2 separate regions of the Pan troglodytes genome follow, and region 1 is linked to region 2. A link is a contact called in public HiChIP or PLAC-seq data. All regions are on one chromosome and are shown on one strand. Each heading gives the region's core, a stretch centred on a gene start, on an enhancer-like site or on the middle of the called end of the contact. The rest is flanking DNA. Distances are from core to core; before and after follow the strand shown. Region 1 holds the start of IRGM (immunity related GTPase M). Region 2 holds the start of RPS14 (ribosomal protein S14).

Region 1 (5,442 bases), core at 2,382-4,881, 400 kb before region 2:
TCTCTTGTTCCCCTCCAAAAGCTAGAGTTTAAAACCAGCCTGGCTACTGGGTGTATTTTTGGTTTTTTAATGAATGCTTTTACCATCTATACAGGCATCTCTCTGAAACATTATTTACTATATATTTGGCTTACAATTGCTTTATTTTACTTGGGACTTGAGGGGTAGGTTTTCTTGCATAGTTTCTGTATCCTTATCTAGCATGTCACTTATAAAATATATGTGGTGGCCAGGTGCGGTGGCTCATGCCTGTAATCCCAGCACTTTGGAAGGCCAAGGCGGGCGGATCACAAGGTCAAGAAATCCAGACCATCCTGGCCAACATGGTGAAACCCTGTCTCTACTAAAAATACAAAAATTAGCTGGGCGTGGTGGTGTGCACCTGTTGTCTCAGCTACTTGGGAGGCTGAGGCAAGAGAATCGCTTGAACCCGGGAGGCGGAAGTTGCAGTGAGCTGAGGTTGCACCACTGCACTCCAGCCTGGCGACAGAGCAAGACCCCATCTCAAAAAAAAAAAAAAAAAAAAAAAGAGACAGAGAAAAAGAAAAATTACACCCATATATATGGTTAGGATTTTAAAATCCAGCCTGATGATCATTTTACTTTTAACTAAAACATTTAGTCCAATGACACTGAATATAATTATTGATATTTTCAGTTTATATGTAACATTTTATTTTGTGCTATATTTTTTCTGATGCCTTCCTTTGGATTGAGTGTATTTTTGTTACACTATTGTTTTTCTTGTCACTTGCAAGTTATATGCACAGTTTATATTCCTTCGTTAAAGATATTAAGCATTCCTTATAAACCATAAGATATTAGGCATTACTTACAAACCATAGTTTAAACTTAATCAACATCTTTACTCATGCTCTGGATAAAACAAGAACTTAGAACCCTTTAACATGGTTACTATTTTTTCTGTTTTAGAGGTTTTGTTGTAGATTTCAGTTGTGTGTTTTTAAGCCCAGAAGTCTTTATTATTACTGATAAACTCCATCTTGAGATTCAAGCAACCTGCCTCTCTACTTGCCTGTTCAAACCTGGAGAGGGCTCCTCCCGACCGTTACTTGCCTTGAGGTTATACCGTGGGGTTAACATTTTGTCTTGGTGGTCTCCCTGCACCCTGTCCACACCTTTGAAAATACCCTCATTATTAAAGTCTTCTCAAATGACTCAGTTTGAGAGTGCTAGGACCCTGATGATATAATCTTGCATCCATTTTAAGACACTGATCATTTTTAGCACCTGGTGGAGAGTTCCGTGAAGGGAAAGGACCTTCGAAGCAAGCAGCCTTGCCTGGGAATCTTGGCCCCAACACTCAAAAGATCTCAAAGAACAACACAACCACACTCTACATGCCCCCTAAAATTGTAAGATACCCTTCTGCACCAGGTGTGTTTCAATGAGTCCAGTGAAATAAAGGAGAAAAGGAATCAATAGGAGGAGATGGAAAACGTTTAATGAAGACAGGAATTAGAATTCACATACCCGCTCCTTCTGGAGATTTTCCAGGACATTTTCTCTGATCTGCAGTAGCTGCACTTCTGGGAGGGCACCTGTGCTGAGGTCCAGGTCCAGCTTGGTCCAGACAATGTAGAACTTCTTTCCCATGTCCTCAGCGGTTTTGGCAAGCATCACATGATTCATGCTGAATTGTGCAGATGCAACCATGATGAAGTCATACCGGTTGAACTGCATTTCCATCAGGTAGTTCTCCAGGGTTTTGGTGGCAGACCCTGTGCCAGGCAGGTCCCACAACACCACATTTGAAAAGTGGGAAGAGAAATAGGAGGCACATCTTTGGGTAGCTTTTACCAGCCCAGTAGGAGGTGAGGCCTTACCCTCATGTCCTGTGTTTCGAAGGGCACTGATGAAGGTAGACATCCCATTGCCAGAGTGCCCTGCCGTAGTGATGTTAACCGGTGTCCTGGACACTATCTTCAGAGTCTCCTTGATGTTAGAGATCACCTCTGGCAAGTTCCCATCTGCTGAGGCTTTCTCAACATTCATGGCTTCCATCTTCAAGAAAATACCCCAATGCCGGCCAGGCGCCGTGGCTCATGCCTGTAATCCCAGCACTTTGGAAGGCCGAGGCGAGCAGATCACGAGGTCAGGAGATCAAGACCATCCTGGCCAACATCGTGAAACCGTCTCTACTAAAATACAAAAAAATTAGCTGGGCGTGGTGGTGTGTGTCTGTAGTCCCAGCTAATACAAGAGGCTGAGGCAGGGGAATCGCTTGAACCCTGGAGGCAGATATTGCAGTGAGCTGAGATCACGCCATTGCACCCCAGCCTGGCAACAGACCAAGACTCCATCTCAAAACAAACAAAAAAACCCCAATGCTTATGGTGCGGCAAAAAGAGGTTAAGGATGCAGCTAATAGAGTGTGAGGGGCACTCGGGAACTCTGTCGTATCTGTGGGCACTGGAGTAAGCTGCAGAAGTAGAAGAGCAGGTGAGTTAGGATGGACAGGGTACACAGGAATCATCTGACTTTTAGCATCCCCAGCCCTCAACGAAGACTGCAGCAAAGACGATCTTGATTGAGTGTTCTTTGGTTGTTTTTATTCAAGCAATGTGCACATTTCTTCAGGGAGCAAGAAAGGTAAGGTCCCTGAGGAACGCCCTGAGGCCGGTTGTGCCTCCAACAGTCAGCCTCCAAAGCAGGCATGTGGCCATGAGACGGCTTGAAAAGCAGAGAATGAACCAAGTCTCCTGAAAAGCCCAAGAGGTTTTTGTCTTTCCCTCTTTTACTCTATCCTAATATAGGTCTGCTCCTTCACAAGTTTCAGTACATATTTCAAGACCAAGACCAGACAAGTAAAAATGACCTATATATTTCTCTGCTGAAGATGGCGCCAGAGGACATAAAACATCCAATTCCCATTGCTTACTTGAAGCTGTGATCATCCCTGTTTAACACTTACCTCATCAGTCGGGGGAGCACACGTGCAGAGAAGTACCGAAATGCTGCAATATACATGAAGTAAGCCACCAGCCTTTGACGCCCGCGCTTCCATTAAGACTGTCATGTTGGGCCCAACTGAAGTGAGGGAGAGGAGGAGACAGCATACTCAAATGCTCTGCTCTTTTTCAAGGCAGTGATTAGACAATTGCTTATCATTGCATTCGCCAAACCTGGCTCTTGCAGGTTCCACAAGGGGCCAGGTATTTGAGACTGATTAAAAGAAGGTGATGTGATTCCCTACTCCTACCGGAATTGGTGGGTTCTTCCTCTCACTGACTTCAAGAAGGAAGCCACGGACCCTCGCAGTGAGTGTTACAGTTCTTAAAGGCTGCGTGTCTGGAGTTTGTTCCTTCTGACGTTTGGATGTGTTCAGAGTTTCTTCCTTCCGGTGGGTTCGTGGTTTCACTGGCTCGGGAGTGAAGCTGCAGACCTTCGAGGTGAGTGTTACAGCTCTTGAGGTGGCGAGTCTGGAGTTGTTCGTTTCTCCCGGTGGGTTCGTTGTTTCACTGGCTTCAGGAGTGATGCTGCAGACTTTCGCCGTGAGTGTTACAGCTCATAAAGGCAGTGTGGACCCAAAGAATGAGCAGCCTAAGATTTATTGCAAAGTGCAAAAGAACAAAGCTTCCACACCGTGGAAGGGGACCCAAGCAGGTTACTACTGCTGGCTCGGGCAGTCTGCTTTTATTCTCTTATCTGGCCCACCCACATCCTGCTGATTGGTCCATTTTACAGAGAGCCGATTGGTCTGTTTTACAGAGAGCTGATTGGTCCGTTTTGACAGGGTGCTGATTGGTGCGTTTACAATCCCTGAGCTAGACACAAAAGTTCTCCACGTCCCCACTAGATTAGCTAGATACAGAGTATAGATTGGTGCATTCGCAAACCTTGAGCTAGACACAGGGTGCTGATTGGTGTGTTTACAAACCTTGAGCTAGATATAGAGTGCCAATTGGTGCATTCACAATCCCTTAGCTAGACATAAAGATTCTCCAAGTCCCCACCAGATTAGCTAGGCTCAGAGTGCTGATTGGTGCATCCACAAACCCTGAGCTAGACACAGGGTGCTGATTGGTGCATTTATAATTCCTGAGCTAGACACAAAAGTTCTCCATGTCCCCACTAGATTAGCTAGATATAGAGTGTCGATTGGTGCGTTCGCAAACCCTGAGCTAGACACAGGGTGCTGATTGGTGTGTTTACAAACCTTGAGCTAGATACAGAGTGCTGATTGGTGTATTTACAATCCCTTAGCTAGACATAAACGTTGTCCAAGCCCCCACCAGACTCAGGAGCCCAGCTGGCTTCACCCAGTGGATCCTGCACCGGGCCACAGGTGAAGCTGCCTGGCAGTCCCTGGCCATGCGCCTGCACTCTTCAGCCCTTGGGCAGTGGATTGGACTGGGCACCTTGGAGCAGGGAGTGGCGCTCATAGGGGAGGCTCGGGCTGTGCAGGAGCCCACGGAGTGGGGCAGGGGAGAGAGGCTCAGGCATGGCGGGCTGCAGGTCCCAAGCCCTGCCCTGCAGGGAGGCAGCTAAGGCTGGGGAGAAATCCAGCACAGCAGCTGCTGGACCAGGTGCTAAGCCCCTCACTGCCAGGGGCCGTTGGGGCCGGACGGCTGCTCTGAGTGCGGGCCCGCTGAGCCCACGCCCACCCGGAACTTGCGCTGGCCCACAAGCAATGCCCGCAGCCCCAGTTGCTGCCCGTGCCTCTCCCTCCACACCTCTCCACAAGCTGAGGGAGCCAGCTCCAGCCTTGGCCAGCCCAGAAAGGGGCTCCCACAGTGCAGTGGCGGGCTGAAGGGCTCCTCAAGCACCGCCAGAGTGGGCGCCAAGGCTGAGGAGGCTCCGAGAGCCAGCGAGGGCTGCGAGGGCTGCCAGCACGCTGTCACCTCTCACTAGCATGGCCTGGCAGGTCTGTTTCACACACTCATTGTGAACACACACAACACTGCACACAGCCACTCACACCTGGTGTGCACACTCACCCATGCCCAGCCATGTTTACTTACCCCCCAACACACACACACTCTCACTCACCCTCAGCATGCACACATACACTTACTTGCATTCTGTGCACAGGCCCACACATACTCACACTGACACACGTTCACACACCCTAACATACTTAAGCTGACATGTGTAAACATGAATACATACACACATTCATCCCTGTTGCACACACTACACTTGCTCACTCAGGCTGCAACATGTTCACTTACCCCACACACAAACACACAAATTCACTCGTGGTGCCACGTTCACACAAACTTATGTTTGATGCACACATGCTCACACACTGTGCACACATATATACACTCATGTAGGCTGACACATGTTCACTCACCTACCCTCACTCATGCTTCGTGTGCCCAGTGCCCACACACTCTCTCACATGACACATGTTCGTACACTCATGCACACACAGAATCTTGCCTCCTGAGTGCCCAGGACAATGGATTTGTCCAA
Region 2 (5,042 bases), core at 2,437-4,936:
CTGCCTGGCCCTCTCTGTTTAATTCAGCCACCCACCCCACCCCTTTCCTCAGACCTTCAGTACCCTTCGCCCAGCCTTTTTCTTTCTTCTTCTTCTTTTTCTTTGAGATGGAGTTTCACTCTTGTCGCCCAGGCTGGAGTGCAACAGCGCGATCTCAGCTCACTGCAACCTCCGCCTCCCAGGTTCAAGCTATTCTCGTGCTTCAGCCCCCCAAGTAGCTGGGATTACAGGCACCTGCCACCACCCCCAGCTAATTTTTGTATGTTTAGTAGTGACGGGGTTTCACCATGTTGGCCTGGTTGGTCTCAAACTCCTGACCTCAGGTGATCTGCCCACCTGAGCCTTGCAAGGTGCTGGGATTACAGGCGTGAGCCACCACACCTGACCAACTTTTTCTTCTTTCCACGGGACTGACCACTTTCTAACAAAATAGAAAGCTTACATAGACATTATGTCTGCCCTTCCTTCCACAATGTAGACTTTGAGAGGGTAGGGACCATTGTTTTTGTCACTGATGTATCCCAAGTATTTACAATGTCAGACACATCCTAGGTGCTCAGTGAGTGCTCCCTGAGTGAGTGTGTGAGCTCTGAGAGGGGAGGGTAAGCACACCCCTGTGCTGGCAGTGTTGACAGCGCAGGGGTGCGGTGGGGTGGGGAACGCAGACATGGCAACAGGGAGGTGAGGCCCCACGGAAAGTGGCTGTGCTGCCCCTCCAGCCTCAGCCCCCATTCCTCTTCCCTTATTCACAACACCCCAGTACTACTGGCCATTTTTTAATTCCTTGAGTTCTCCAAACACCTACCCACCTCAGGGCCTTTGCATATTCTATTCTCCCTGCCCAGACCATTCTTCACACCTTCATGTAGCTAATTCCTACTCTACTTTCAAGTCTCAGTTCAAATGCCATGATTGTATCTCAGTGCCTGACAAAGAGTAAGCGTCCAATAAAGGTACAGGTTTTTGGCTGGGTGCGGTGGCTCATGCCTGTAATCCTAGCACTTTGGGAGGCCGAGGCGGGTGGATCACCTGAGGTCAGGAGTTCAGGATCAGCCTGGACAACATGGTGAAACCCCGTCTCAATTAAAAATACAAAAAATTAGCCAGGTGTGGTGGAGGGCGCCTGTAATCCCAGCTACTTGGGAGGCTGAGGCAGGAGAATTGCTCGAACCCGGGAGGCGGAGGTTGTGGTGAGCCGAGATCGTGCCACTGCACTCCAGCCTGGGCGACAGAGTGAGACTCTGTCTCAAAACACAGAAGATACAGGTTTTCAGTACACATTTTAAAAATATATATATTGGGTCTCACTATCGCCCAGGCTGGAGTGCAGTGGTGTGATCACAGCTCACTGCAGCCTTCACCTCCCAGGATCAGGTGATCCTCCCAAGTAGCTGGGATTATAGGTGCAGGTCACCATACCTGGTTAATTTTTCTATTTGTTGTAGAGAAGGTGTTTCACCATGTTGCCCAGACTGGTCTCCAACTCCTGAGTTCAAGTGATCCTCCTGCCTCAGTCTCCCACAGTGTTGGAATTATAGGCGTGAGCCACTGAGCTCTCAAGTTTTCAATATACATTTAAAAATGTACTATTATCGGCCAGGCGTGGTGGCTCACGTCTGTAATCTCAGCACTTTGGAAGACCACGCGGGGTGGATCACCTGAGGTCAGGAGTTTGAAATCAGCCTGGCCAACATGGTGAAACCCCGTCTCTACTAAAAATACAAAAAAAAAAAAAAAACTACCCGTGTGTGGTGGTGTGTGCCTGTAGTCCCAGCTACTAGGGAGGCTGAGGCAGGGGAAGGCAACAGTGAGACTCTGTCTCAAAAAAAAAAAAAAAAAAATGAATAAAAATAAAAATATGCTATTATCATCCCATTTCACAGATGAGAAAACTGAAGCCCAGAGAGGTTACAATTTTTGCCCAAAGACCCATAGCTAATAACTGCAGAAACAATAAATATGTTGATTAAATAAAGTGGAGTTTGAAAGCAGTGACTTTGATGGTTTCTGGGATAAAGATAGGCTTCCCTGTGGAAAAATTTGTCCTGAGGTGATTGTGTGGGCTGCCTTCAGCCATAAGATCAAGGCTTGCTCCCTCCATGAAGCCACATGAGGTTTGGAGGTCTGTTTAATACAACTCTTAATCAAAGCGGAACTCACTCCACAATACTCCAGTCTCTGCTAACATACTGGGAAGCTCATTACTTAAAATAAAAAAGCCCTCTCCTTCAAAAAATACAGACATTTCACAGAAGAGATGCAAATGGTTAAAACAATCCGTAAAGAGATGTTTGACGTCACTCATCATGGAAGAAATGCAATGCAACGAGAAGGTATGTTGAGGCTGGGTGCATTGGCTCACGCCTATAATCCCAGCCCTTTGGGAGACCGAGGCGGGTGGATCACCTGAGGCAGGAGTTCGAGACCAGCCTGGACAACACGGTGAAACCCCGTCTCTACTAAAAATACAAAAATTAGCCGGGTGTGGTGGCGCACACCTGTAATCCCAGCTACTCGGGAGATGAGGCAGGAGAATCACTTGAACCCAGGAAGCGGAGCTTGCAGTGAGCCAAGATGGCGTCACTGCACTCCAGCCTGGGCAACAAGAGCCAGACTCCGTCTCAAAAAAAAAAAAAAGAAGGTATGTTGAGTTTTTCAGTTTAGCAGAGTAAATTTTTTTTTTTTTGAGACAGGGTCTCGCTGTGTCACCCAGGCTGGAGCCACAGGATATATTTATATATTAAAAATATATTTATAATATTTATATAGTATGTAATTCAAAAATACTATATATATTCCATATAAATATTACATATAGTACATAGATAAAATGTATCTACCGCTTGCCTAGCTCTGTGAGGTACACTTCTTGGCCCTTCCCCACAGCTCCGACATATTCTCCCAAGCCTTCAAGGTCCTTCAATATTGTTATTAGAGGCTGGCCACGGTGGCTCACGCCTGTAATCCCAGCACTTTGGGAGGCCGAGGCAGGTGGATCACGAGGTCAGAAAATCCAGACCACCCTAGTCAACACGGTAAAACCCCGTCTCTACTAAAAATACACACACACACAAAAATTTGCCGGGCGTGGTGGCACGCGCCTGTAGTCCCAGCTACTCGGGAGGCTGAGGCAGAATAGCTTGAACCTGGGAGGCAGAGGTTGCGGTCAGCCGAGATTGTGCCACTGCACTCCAGCCTTGGCTACAGAACAAGATTCGGTCGAAATATATACATGTATATTGTTATTAGAGGGCTATGTGGAAGTAGCTATTAAACACGTGGGCTTTGAAGCTAGAATTCCAAACCCTTCTGCAAAGGTGTGCTCTCAGTTAACATCCTTTATCTGTAAGAGGGAAATCAAAATTATTTGATAATGTCTTGAGGAGTAAATGAAGCAATGCATATAAACTGTTTAGCCCAGACCGGTCTGAAAACACATATTGAATAATTTATTCTTATTTTGCCCATTATATAATATGCCAAAGTAAGTGATTACGGTGTGTTTTCCCCGACTATGTTGCCTAGGCTGGCCTCGAACTACTTGGACGAAGCGATCCTCAGCCTCCTGAGTAACTGGGACCACAGGCCGGCGCCACCCTAGCTTTAATTAAGGCCGTTTTGTTGTTGTTATTCCCCTGCTCCACACAAGGGGCGCTGCCGCTCCGAGGCTGCCAGGGCGGGAGTCAGGATGGCGGAAGTCTGTCTAGACACGACCACCGCCATCATGGAATACAGGCCCACCTCACCCCGCGGGTGTAGCCGCTTCGTACTGTCGCTTAGGCCGACCCGCTCGCAGCGACAACCAGCCCTCTACCTCTTTTCGCTCTCCCTTAAGTAATAAACCGTCTTTCCCTATGACGAGTCTTAAACTCTTTGGGAGGAATAATGCCGGCGTCTTCCGGGACCCGACCTCGCCCCGTGACCTCAGAGGTATACTTCCGGGACACGGAAGTGACCCCCCGTCGCTCCGCCCTCTCCCACTCTCTCTTTCCGGTGTGGAGTCTGGAGACGACGTGCAGGTAGGAGGCCCGGGCGCGACAATCGGGGGGCATCCTGCGGCGAGGGGACCCTGTGGGGCTTGGGACGAGAGACGGGGTTCTTTCCGTGGGAACCGAGCTAGGTGCCGGGCAAGAGACGCGCGGCTGGCCCACCTGGATCCTGGCCAACTCGGGATTGAGTTCGTTCCTGGTCTCAGAAGGCCCGTTTTGCTTCAGGGAGGAGCTTGTGAAGTAAGGGTGAGTGCGGGTCCAGCCTTTTAAGGCCTCGGCCCCGCAATACGGCCACGGCCGCGTTTGAGCTGCACAGCGTAGTTGAGGGAACCCGGGACAGACGTGGGCTCCCGCCTCTACCTCGCCAAATTTTTTTCTTGGTGATCGCAGGCCCACGCCTAATCTCGTTTGTTTCCTCGTCTGCAAAATAGGAATAACAATAGCACCGATCCCATGGGTTTGTAGTGATCATTCAAAGAAGGAAAGCAGGGAAAACTCTCGCACTATGTTGGATGCTTCTAAATCTGGGCGATTCTTTCCGTTGCTGAGTCGGGCACGTTGCAAGTTCTGGGCGCTCAGGGCCCAGCACCAATGTTTGCTGTGCGCTTGCCCTGCGTTTATATACTCCTGATGACCACTCTGCTCGTTACTTTAGGGGATGTTAGGAACGGAGAAACTGCAAATTGGCATTTACTGAATGGCCATCATGCCGAAACATACTCATGCTTACGTATTTGAGATATGCTGGAGCCTTTCTATGCTTCTCGAGGCAGAACTTTGGGCTTCTCTCCTGTGGCGCGTTCCTTAGAATAGTTAACGCACTGGGTCGTGCTCATTGGTCTGATTTGAAGATAGGAACATTTAACTTCGTACACCCAAGACTTACACTTGAAGTACTTACTGTGGTCACACATTTAACTAAAGTTTATATAGGGAAGGCACAGGAGAGATCTAGGAACACCTGAGACAGACTAGGGTAGTTATTTGTGGTGTAGAGGCATCTTGGCAGGAGGCAGAGAGTGCTGGGCTGGGAGTCAGGACACGTTGTTTCTA

What was found. HiChIP or PLAC-seq counts read pairs in DNA pulled down with a chosen protein or histone mark.
Region 1: a contact with region 2 is called in an H3K4me3 HiChIP or PLAC-seq map of stem cell-derived excitatory neurons, with 5 times the contacts expected there. The contact joins the promoter of IRGM here to the promoter of RPS14 in region 2. A contact is called at or near these places in 1 of 7 Hi-C or Micro-C datasets (stem cell-derived neural progenitor cells) and 1 of 1 datasets of contacts at active chromatin or transcription factors (stem cell-derived excitatory neurons).

Annotation. Positions count from the first base shown.
Region 1 is chr4:148,572,257-148,577,698 of NHGRI_mPanTro3-v2.0_pri, reverse strand. IRGM (immunity related GTPase M) reads right to left here and starts at 3,631. Exons shown (of 2, transcript NM_001160207.2): 1 at 2,936-3,631; 2 at 1,480-2,443. The coding sequence starts at 2,025. The coding sequence ends at 1,480.
Region 2 is chr4:148,176,102-148,181,143 of NHGRI_mPanTro3-v2.0_pri, reverse strand. It overlaps RPS14 (ribosomal protein S14), which reads left to right and starts at 3,686. Exons shown (of 5, transcript XM_003310899.6): 1 at 3,686-4,019.